Regions from separate parts of the Danio rerio genome. Here region 1 is linked to region 2. The links are chromatin contacts, called in public Hi-C maps. All regions are on one chromosome and are shown on one strand. The core of a region is the stretch at or near the end of the contact, and the rest is flanking DNA. Distances in the headings are between cores, read along the strand shown. Region 1 overlaps tead1b (TEA domain family member 1b). Region 2 holds the start of tead1b (TEA domain family member 1b).

What was found. A called contact is a pair of places that touch in the nucleus more often than the background predicts.
Region 1: a Hi-C map of embryo shows a contact between it and region 2, with 2.5 times the contacts expected there. The contact joins the enhancer-like site here to the promoter of tead1b in region 2. A contact is called at or near these places in 1 of 18 Hi-C or Micro-C datasets (embryo) and 2 of 4 datasets of contacts at active chromatin or transcription factors (embryo and gastrula embryo).

The regions. Positions count from the first base shown.
Region 1 is chr7:71,335,791-71,341,964 of GRCz12tu, reverse strand. It overlaps tead1b (TEA domain family member 1b), which reads right to left. Exons shown (of 13, transcript NM_001435835.1): 11 at 5,333-5,473; 12 at 3,887-4,039; 13 at 1-931. The coding sequence ends at 818. Among named protein-coding and RNA genes, the nearest start is that of rassf10b, 24 kb to the left of the region's middle. Within about 2 kb of position 3,859, at least 14 of the 62 cell types and tissues checked have an H3K27ac peak or open chromatin away from gene starts, as enhancers often do.
Region 2 is chr7:71,182,594-71,188,333 of GRCz12tu, reverse strand. tead1b (TEA domain family member 1b) reads right to left here and starts at 4,134. Exons shown (of 13, transcript NM_001435835.1): 1 at 3,959-4,134; 2 at 3,430-3,535.

The DNA.
Region 1 (6,174 bases), core at 2,610-5,109, 150 kb before region 2:
TAGCGTGGTGCAATTCGCTACGTAACAGCTGTCCACCAATATTTGCCATCCAGCCTGACAGAACCGAAGAAGATCTGCAAGGAGGAATGGCAGAGGATCCCCAAATCCATATGTGCAAAACTTGTTGCATCTTTCCCAAAAAGACTCATGGCTGCATTAAATCAAAAGGGTGCTTCTACTAAATACTGAGCGAAAGATCTGAACACGTAGGACCATGTGATATTTCAGTTTTCTTTTTTAATAAATCTTTAAGAGTCAATTATTCTGTGTTTTTTTCTGTCAATATGGGCTGCTGTGTGCAAATTATAGAGGAAAAAAATGAACTTAAATGATTTTAGCAAATGGATGCAATATAATTAAGAGTGACAATTGTAAGGGGGTCTGAATACTTTCCGTTCCCACTGTACATCAACATCTCACTGACACACACACACATTTAAGGCTGCACTTGTATGCATCTGTGTACCTTTCAGAATAAAAAAAACTGAAATGATGGCGTTTGATTGATTCAGTGAAACTCAACCCAGCCCTTAAGTCGAATGATGCTGTCGCTTTATAGGTCTACAAATGAACGTTGATTCTGCATTCTTAGACATTCTTTCCCGCACGTTAAAAACAAAACACAACTGTACCGCGATTCACAGCTGCAGTTAAACGTCAAACACATATTAATAAAGAAAAAATATATATTTATATATATATATATATATATAATTAGAAGCATCACCCAAACGTGACGTAAAATCATCTTGAGTGAGTGTTGAGCTAGAGGCACTGCCACTGTACTGAGGTCCAGAGTCTGTGTGAAAGAGCTGCTTCATTCCTTCACTAGTCTGTAGATGTGATGCTGGGCTCCGTGTTCGCTGTTTGACACTTCGAACACACAGGCCATGCACAGCAGGGTCTCCTGTGTGTCTCTGTTTGTTACCACCTGAAACAGAGCGAGAAGTGTGGCATTACTGTACTGTTCACACTCAAGCCAAAGTCACAGCAAAACTGTTAAAATATGAGTGGGTGATGGGTTTATTGCAGAAGATTTAGAGCAGTTAAGCACAATCTGGAGGTCCATTCGCTTTGCTAAGATGCAAAAGGTATTGCAGTCATTACGCTATAATGTGAACAATATGTAATCATTAAATATTTACAGATCATTTGTTGCACTGACTTATTTGTTTGCATTTTGTTGACTAAGTAATGCGTTGTGGAAAATGACAATTTAAAATTGTTTAACGTTTAATACGCTGTAAAGAGTCATATATTATTGTGATGCAAAGCTGAAATTGTAGCTTCATTATTCCATGCTTTCAAATCTAATTAGTAGGGGTGTCACGATTTCGATTTTTAATCGAAATCGATCGAAATTTATGCTCAATTTCGATTATCGAATCAAAAAATAGAATCGTCGATGCTGCCACGCCCCCATGTCACGTCAGCTTGGCTTGCCAAGCGGGAAAAAAACAGGCTAGTTGAAGTGCTTGTTAAACTGCAGAAGCAGGAGACCCGTCGACAGAACTTAAACCCTCTCCTCTTTCAATGAAGTCGCCGGTGTGTAAGCATTTTGGATTTCCAGTGAGTTATGTTGACAACGTTCGTGTTGTCGACAAAAAAAAACACAGTTTTGCAAGCTCTGCTATGTACGTATTAAGTACGGTTTGTCCGATAGACAACACCGGCATCGCGATCCTCCGCCCGCCCCCGTTGCAAATCCGCTCGCGAAAAGTACACACTCAGGCCCTGTTTACACTGTCTTTGTTTTTAAATGGCATTTTAGAACGACAACGATTTGACATCCACAGTGGCGTGTAGCATTTCTGAGCAGCCCTCCTTCCTCACTACCTCTGAAAATGCACATCACGTGACACAGCCATGCGCTCGAGAGAGCAGGTTCAGGCAGTCAGAGGATAAACAGACTGCTTCAATCTTTCACTCACTTGTACTTAGTCATTTTAGCGAACACCTCAGATACTGTTGGCTGGTTTCTGTTGGTTGTGCGTCTTTTTTACTGACGCCATTATAACGACACAGATCACTGCCTATTCACGAGTACCGCAGAAAAAGTGATTGACAGGTGGTAATTATGCGTGTATCTTGCCTTTATTAATTTACTGTATGATTTGTTTATGGGTAAAACAAAGACCATGCAGGTCAGGTAGTTTAAACGGTAGGCTACAAATAATTAATTGGTCATTAATTAATTAATTATTCATAATCGAAAATCTAATCGTGCCTTTAGAATCGAAAATGTAATCGAATCGAGGATTTGGAGGATCGTGACAGCTTTACTAATTAGTTTATTGAAGTTTAGTTTAATGAAATGAAATGACACAGAGAAATGTATTAAACACATAAACAAGGGAAGGTGCTGACAGGCATGAAAAGACAGCAGCTGAAACCTCTCAGTAGTTCTTCAGCAATCCTCTGCCTTTCCTTACTGTAAATAAATATTATCTGCTTCAGTCCAACATCTACATTAGCAGGATGATGAAGATGAAACCAGGGTGGACATTTCAGCAAGAGAATGATCCAAAACACAGCCAAGGAAACTCTTAAATGCTTTCAGAGAAAGAAAAGCAAGCTGTAGAATGGCCCAGCCAATTACCTGAAGTGAGTCCAATAGAGAATACAAAATAAAGCTCTTATTTGATAGATGAGACCCACAGAACCATCAAGATTTTGACACTTGTTGAAGTCTGAAAAACTCACACCTGAGCTATGCATGTGACTTCATTCTCCACATCAGAGGCGTCTTCAAGTTGCCATCACCAAAAAAGCCTTTTATAAGAAGTACTAAATACGTTTCAGCAGTTCAGGACTTTCTCCTTGTGTTATTTCATTGTTATTACACAGAACTCATTTTTTAGATTTTTTGTTTTGTTTTATTTTTGTTTGTATTGTTTGGGTTTTTACCAAAACCCGGGTTAATTTGCCAGTAAAAAAGCCAGATTCTTAAGTGGCATTTCTATTTACTCAATTTCCTTTAATTATTTTGCTTCTGGATGTCTTTTTAATAAAGTCTTGTATATTGTATATATAGATCCTCGGCTCAGTTGGTGTTTCTGTGTGGAGTTTGCATGTTCTCCCTGCATTCGCATGGGTTTCCTCCGGGTGCTCTGGTTTCCCCCACAGTCCAAAGATATGTGGTATAGGTGAATTGGGTAAGCTAAATTGTCCGTAGTGCATAAATGTGTGTGTGTGTGTTTCCCAGGGATGGGTTGCGGCATCCGTTGCATAAAAATGTGCTGGATAAGTTGGCGGTTCATTCCGCTGTGGCGACCCCGGATTAATAAAGGGACTAAGCCGACAAGAAAATGAATGAATGAATGAATATTTAAATAGTTTTTTGGATTATTTATTTATTTATTTATGTATTTTCATCAGTTGTCTGGAAAAGCCATACTTTTAAATGACCATGTTTAAAGCCCTGTTTTTTTGCAATGATACATTGAGCAACGTGTTTGACACAAACACACATTACTATTCAAAAAAGTGCTTTAAACAATTTCCAACATGTTGGATCCTATTCACACCTGCATTTAGCCGTGTATGTGCTCAGATCACCTGTGATTGTTGTTAATACTAGCACCTCCACTCTTCAAATCCACATACAGTACACATATACACACGTCTCCCCTCAGTCTTACTATAATAACAACAACTAAAGCCCCCATCGCAGGTGAGAGTCACAGCCCAGGGAAAGTGCATTAGTAAGACCCTCGCTATAGGGGTGAATAGGGCTCTAATCCCTGTGTGTATGAGGGTTGGAGAAAGCAAGAGATTATCAGGCTTTGCACAGCGCCACAGGAATCCCAGGAATGCTAGCTTGTCTCCCTGCACTTGGAGAGCTCAGTGATTGGTTGGATCATTAATGATGGACATGCAGACTCACCAATAAGATGGTGAAGTTCTCCAGGACGCTGTTCATCATGTACTTCTCTGGCAGGTGTTTGAGTTTGTGGATGAAGTTGATCATGTATTCACACATGGGAGACCGACTTATTCGGTACACAAAACGGCCATTCTCGAAGCGAGCGTACTCCGTCTGGGGGGATAGACAAGAAGAGATTAATAAAAAATATATATAATAAAAAATAAATAAAAAGAAGAGATTAATAAAATAAAATATATAATAAAAAATTAAATATATAATAAAATAAAAAATATAATATAATAAAATATATAATAAAACAAAATAATATATCTAATATATATATATATATATATATATATATATATATATATATACATATATATTTATATATATATATATATATATATATATATATATATATATATATATATATATATATATATAATTTAATATAATAAAAAACAAAATATATAATACAATATACAATAAAACAAAATAAAATATATAATACAATATATAATAAAAAATATTTCAAATAAATTAAATATATATATATATATAAAATAAAAAATAAATATATAATAATAAATAAAATAATGAAAAATACAATATATAAGACAATATATAATAAAATAAAATATATAATACAATATATAATAAAATAAAATATATAATGCAATATATAAAAAATTAAAATGTAATATAAAAAATAAAATATTATATATTTATATATATATATATATATATATATATATATATATATATATATATATATATATATATACTTAATAAAATATATAATAAAAATTTTATATTTATTAAAATAATAAAATAAAATATTAAATATATAATAAAATAAAATTCAATAATTTTTTTATAAAATTAGCTAAAAATTAAAACATTGCACAACTGCTAAAAATAAGGAATATTTACATTAATATTAAATAGATATTTAAATAAATAAATACAAGTAATGTTTAAAAAGGGTTTCTGCAGGTTTCACAAAGTCAAATTTAAGACTTTTAAAGAATATTATGAATGAAATTTTAGACTCATACAGGGCCTAAACACTAAGAAGTTTTACAAAAGATTTTGATTTGCCCTATCAAAAATATATATAATTTAATAAACGTAATAAGGCTTTTTAAGACCTAAAATTTTGTTTTGGAGATTTAATACATTTTAAGATTTAAGACATTTTTTGTGTGGCTTGCCAGACTGCACACCACACACCAGCTGATTGGTGGAGAGGAGACAAAGTGATGAAGCCAATTATGATATGGGGATGGTTAGGAGGATGGACAGAGGCCAGTGGGCAGATTTGAAGGGCATTGTAAATGAAGTTTTCAGCACAATTCACAAGTGCACTTGGACATGTATTACTGGGAACCAAAATTGCCAGTTGTACTGTACATTTTACAGCAATTTGTTACAGTGTGGTATAGTATTTAACTTAGAAGTTACCTCCACTTTCTCCACCACCTGTTTGCCGAACGAGCACACTTTTGTGGAGCAGGTGATGGTCATGTTCTCCGGGCTCTCATACTGACTGGTCACTCCATAGAAAGCTCCGGTCTCATCCTGAATGTTGCAGTTCAAGTCGGCCTATCAACCAATGAGATTGCAGCTTTTAGTATGTGAAGGTATAAAGTGTTTTCAAACACTTACATACAAAATAAACCTGCATCAGAACCAAGAACAGAACAGAACCAGCAGTATACACCATTTACAACACAACCGCCATCTAGTGGAGACTTTCAAGATCAAACTTAAAGATTAAAGCGCACCTTTTATCCAAAAATCACTTTTATAAGGGGCTTAAACACAGTTATGTGGCAACAGACTGTGAATTTAAACAGCTTCTAATGGTAAAAATAAATTAGTTTTGTCTTTTATAGGCAAACTTGATAAAAACGGTCTACAGAAACACTTTGATTGACATTCTCCCTTTTGTACTAGTCATCAGAGGTGGAAAGCTCTGCCCATTATTGACGATCTTTCCCTCATTATCCAACAGATAATCGTTTTGAATAATCGTGATTACAATTATGACCAAAATAATCGTGATTATGATTTTTCCCAAAATCAAGCAGCCCTATGTTCTAAACACTTGGCAGAGAGGTGTAGATTATACCAAAATACCAAGATATTTTAAAGAATATTGAAATAGGTAGTGCTGTCGCCTCACAGCAAGAAGATCACTGGTTCGAGCCTCGGCTGGGTCAGATGTCATTTCTATGTGGAGTTTGCATGTTCTCCCAGAGTTTGCGGGGGTTTCCTCTGGGTGCTCCGGTTTCCCCCACATT
Region 2 (5,740 bases), core at 2,885-5,384:
TTTAAATACAGTAATCTAATTCAATTATGTGGCTTCTGTTCAACTTTTATCCATACTCTACCTTGCATATCTTGCGATGAGACTATTGCTAATGCGCACATTGTGATATCGATGCTGAAGCGATATACTATACAGCCCTAGTTCTGATTTTAAAACTCTATTATGTGTGATACTGAATATTGAAAATGCATTTCATATCACAAATATGAAGATCACAAAAACATGAAAGTGCTCAATGTTTTGAGCTACATTTAAAGTTAAAGACAGCCTATTCCTCCTCAATAAATAATAATACAGCAACAGCCTATATGTGACTATAAAAGCCACTTAATCAACCTGGTTAACACAAATTATCACCATACTAACAGGCAACACAGGCAACCCTAGTTCTGATTGATAACCATTTAAAACTCTATTATGTGTGATACTGAATATTGAAGATGCATTTCATGTCACAAAATATGAAGATCACAAAAATATGAAAGTGCTCAATGTTTTGAGCTACATTTAAAGTTCAAGACAGCCTATTCCTCCTCATTAATAAATAATAATAATAATAATAATAATAAGGCAGCAGCCTATATGTGACTATAAAAGCCACTTAATCAACCTGGTTAACACAAATCTTCACCATACTAACAGGCAACACATAGTAAAAAATTCTAAGTGAGCAAAAAAACATCATTTTAGCATAAATTGTATTTATTTCGTACAAATTCAGTAATTCAATACAATTCTGTGGCTCCTGTTCAACTTTTATCCCGACTCTACCTTGCATATCTTGCGATGAGACTATTGCTAATGCGCACATTGTGATATCGATGCTGAAGCGATATACTATACAGCCCTAGTTCTGATTTTAAAACTCTATATGTGTGATACTGAATATTGAAGATGCATTTCATGTCACAAAATATGAAGATCACAAAAATATGAAAGTGCTCAATGTTTTGAGCTACATTTAAAGTTCAAGACAGCCTATTCCTCCTCATTAATAAATAATAATAATAATAACAATAATAATACAGCAGCAGCCTATATATATGACTATTGTGATCTTAAAGTGCGGAGTGAGACGAGACTGAGAAGGGCTTTAAATACGCAGCACCTTTTGCTTGGAATAATCTACAAACCAAGTTGCAGTTTAAAGTTTTAAACTGATTTATTGCTCACTGAATGCTTTTAAAAATAAATAAATGATCTAGAAATTGAAACACAGGCTTGCAGATGTTTTAATAAGTTTGTTTGTCAATGTGTGATTCATGTTAACTGTTAATTGCATTTTGTTTGTTGTCTGTTAGAGCCATGCGACTTGTATACTGCCTAATCTTGGCCAGGATGCTTTTATAAAATAGATTTTAGTCTTAATGTGTCTTTCCTGGTAAAATAAAGGTAATAATAATAATAATAATAATAATAATAATAATAAAGCCTCTTAATCAACCTGCTTAACACAAATCATCAACATACTAACTGACAACACATAGTAAAGGCTAAGACTAAAACTTTCTAACGTCAAAAAAAAGCACTTCTACTCTGGTTTCCTTTTTAGGTGTAGCTAATGAATACTTTGATATGGTTCCTCTGTTTTATAAACTACATCTGATCAAGAGTCAGATGTTCAACATCAACTGATGAGTTCAGCGTTTCATTCTCTCTCTTGAAAATGTCAAGCAAGCGCGTGTGTTCAACAGGTCTATGTGCTGCATCACACTGAGCACAAAGTGCTTATTGCTAAGCCTATTTTTCACACACACACACACACACACACATACACGAAAAAACTGATTTGCTTCTCATCGCTGTAGTACAGTATGTCAGGGGTTACATCTGATAGAAGTCAATCTGTTTACTGTAGTATGTGATAATAATGGCCCAGTTAGAGGACACAAGCAACGCATTGTGCCGCTCGGACCCTTCTTTATAAAAGGGTCAATGGGAAATATAAGACGACAATTAACTGGAAGAAAGGAGGTCTTTCCCCAAAAACACACAATAGAGAAACTTGTTTTCCTTTTAAGAATTTAATGAGTTAAGAAAAGTTTTAAATCTTGAACATTTGAAAGACAAAAAAAATGATGCTTTTATATGATTCAGAAAGTGAAAATGTGCACTGAAAATGTGTTTTTTTTATTTGTATGTTTATAGTCGACTCATTGCTGACTGTTTAAAATTTAGGACATTAATGTTTGTTGACATCTGATTGAAAATGACTTTGAATTGGCTAATCTCCTACAGTCAGTTTAACTAAATAAAACTAAAGAGTAGATTTTAGTGTAAAAAAAAAAGTGCTGACATTTTTGCTATTACATGATTTGCTTTTTAGTGTTTGAACTCTCAGCAGTGATTAAACCACACTGAACTGAACTGAACCTCAACACTAAAAACTGGACTGACACTGTTTCAATTTACTATAATCGTCTATGTGAAGCTGCTTTGACACAATCTACATTGTAAAAGCGCTATAGAAATAAAAAAGAATTAAATTAACTTGAATTTTTCCAGCTGTGTTTTCATGGCTTCCATTGTTAAACTGTAATGAACTATTATGGGGCCGTAATGTAATCAAGTTGAAGAAATATGTGACTAATATCAAGATATAATTGTATTACAATAGTAATACCTGTGATGTGTTATAAGGTATGAGTCAATTGATTATACAAAAGCAGTTTGATATTAAAAAGTGAAGGTTTTAAGCAGCTGGAGGTGCAGATGATTGATTTCATAGTTGAATAATTCATTCTCAAAATGACAATGCCATGTTTAAAAACGTAAACCATTATATAATAATACTGAATAGTGTGCGATTATGTAAAAGCCTGGATAGTTAGTGGAGTTGTAAAGCTAGTCACTGATGAAGTGCTAAGCTAAGCTACGTCCCGTCCCGCTGTTACCGTCCTTCATAGTTTCATTCCTAGTGATGAAACAGCGTTTCAGGATTTAAAACACATACTGTAAGTGACACGCAGCATTTGAAATGCTATTACTGTTTATAAACCCTAAATGCAACACGCCGAGGCACGACATTAGTCCTGCAGAAACAGGGCGGGCAATCCCAACAAAGGAAATGACAGAGGAATAGCAGCCAGATTCTCCCATGTAATCTTTCCGAAACAGGCTAATACACTAAAAGCAATGTCAACAACTTGTGGGATTAAAACATAAATGCGTTGAACAGACAAATGAGTTACTTTTTACAATTGCATAAGCTCAGCAAGCTAAAGTTTCTCTAGAGTAAAGGAGTCTTTAAAGTTATGACTAAACAAGTCGCTGTTTTTAAAATAAACCACACAAATAGGCTAAAGGATGTGAAGTGTTTATGGCACAGCCAAAGATTAAACCAACACTGTAAAACAAGTGAATAAAGATGCCGAGAGTTGACGCAAGTCAGATAATGAAAGAGAAGAAAAAAGTCAAATGTGTACTTACGGTTAAGATCCGACCAGAAGCTGGTGAATAAACGCCAAAGATACGCGAGCAACAAGTCTCTCCGCGCTATATTTGTGCGGCGCTCCGAAATGTGCAGCGTAGCCAACTATGGAGGAGAAAACAGCAACATTTGGATCCGTCATCTTGTCCAAAATTCTTTTCATGCAATAATCAATGTCCAAAAAAATGTTCCCCAAAACGACGCGTATTGTTTCGGGTGTAAATTGCACGGGACTTACTGCAGAGTACGAGCGCGCAAGGTCAGCTTCTTTAGCAAAAATGTGAAAAATGTCAAAGATTTTCCCTGCTATGTCAGACTGAGTCAGTGGACAAAGTGAAAGCACCCTGTTGCTGCAGCGTCGAACTAAATCCCATTGAAAAGATACTTTGAGCCCGACCCCTCTTGCTACATGCCTATCAATAGTCATAATCGCGCAATACACTTTGTATTTTGCTCGTCTGCTTTAACTTAATCCAGAAAAACCGTTTGATCTCAAGCCGTTAAAGGGCTAATTACCTTAAAACTTACCTTAACGTCCGCTTTATTTATATCAAAATTTAAGTTCGGCCCCTTTGTTTTGTTCTAGTGTGGGTTTGTATAGTTTTTTTGCAAACTGTGTAAAGTTATTCTTGTGTTTTGGGGCCGGCCGGAATGTGAACGGGAATCTCCGCCGCACCGATAGAGATGCGAAGAATGCTCGGAATGAGAGCAGGAATGAAATGAACGCGAGCGTCGAGTTTGCAGCAGGGCGGAGCGAGAGGGTGGCGTCATCCCGCAGCTTCTCCCACATCCATGGGGATGACCTCACAGGACACGTCCATGCCCTCCTCCAATGGGAAACAGCGCTGGCTCTGTTTATACTTTCTAACCCACTTGTTTGCAGCGTATGGATTCGCATCTGTGTATTAACAGTAAGCTACTTTCGAGGTTTGAGTGCTTTCGCTTAAACTACACCTCTATACTTTAAGCTACGGATTAGAATGTTAAAAGTAATCTGAAAATTAAGAGAAAAGATTGTTGAACAATGAATAATAGCAAGATTATTAACAAATTATTAACATATAATGTGTATAACATTAACCACAGAGCACCATGGGGCATCAAAAATTAATAAATTACATTAAAGTTCATTTGCATATCATTTTTCATCATAATTATCCTTCCAAAGCAGCTTTAAAAAAGGTGTAGGCTACTTTCCAGGTTTTAATGTTGCATTTGCTTGATGTCTTTATGAACTCTACACCTACGGTATAGCTATGGAATATAATGTGTAAAGTAAACTGAAAATAAAGGGAACAGATTGTTGAACAATGAATAATAACAAGATAATTAACATATTATTAACATATATTGTGTGTAACATTAACCACAAGGGGCATCAACAATATTAAATTGCATTAAAGTTTATTTGCATATGATTTTTCATCATAATTATGCTTCCAAAGCAGTTTACCAAAAGGTCTAGGCTACTTTACAAGGTCTTAATGTTGCATTCGCTTGATGTCTCTATGAAATGTACTCCTACAGCTATGGATTAGAATGTTAAAAGTAATCTGAAATCCTGAAAAAAAAAAAAGATTGCTGAACAGTGAATAATAACAAGATTATTAACATATTATTAACATATGCTGTGTGTACACATTTATCAGAGTGTGTGAAATCATCCATGGGGCATTAGAAACATATTAAAATACATTACAGTTTATTTGTTTATCATTTTTCATCATAATTATGCTTCCAAAGCAGTTTAACTAAAGGTGTAGGCTACTTTCGAGGTCTTAATGTTGCTTTCGCTTGATGTCTTTATGAACTGTACTCCAATAGCTATGGATTAAAACTTAATAATCTAAAAATTAAGAAAAAAAGATTGGTGAACAGTGAATAATAACACAATTATTAACATATATAATGTGTATATATTTATTAGAATGTGTGGACTCAGCCATGGGGCATAAAAAACATTTTAAATTACAATAAAGTTTATTAGCATATAATTTTTCACCATGATTATCATTCCAAAGCAGTTTTACAAAAGGTGTAGGCTATTTTTGATGTGTTAATGTTTGCTTGAATGAGCCAATGTTGCAACAAACTCTATACCATGTTAAAAGTAATATGATAATAACACGATTGTTAACATATTATTAACATATATTGTGTATATCATTAACCACAGTGTGCCATGGGGCATCAAAAACATATTAAACTACATTAAAGTTTATTTGCATATAATTTTATCATAATTATCCTTCCAAAGCAGCTTCACAAAAGGTGTACGCTACTTTCCAGGTCTCGATGTTGCATTCGCTT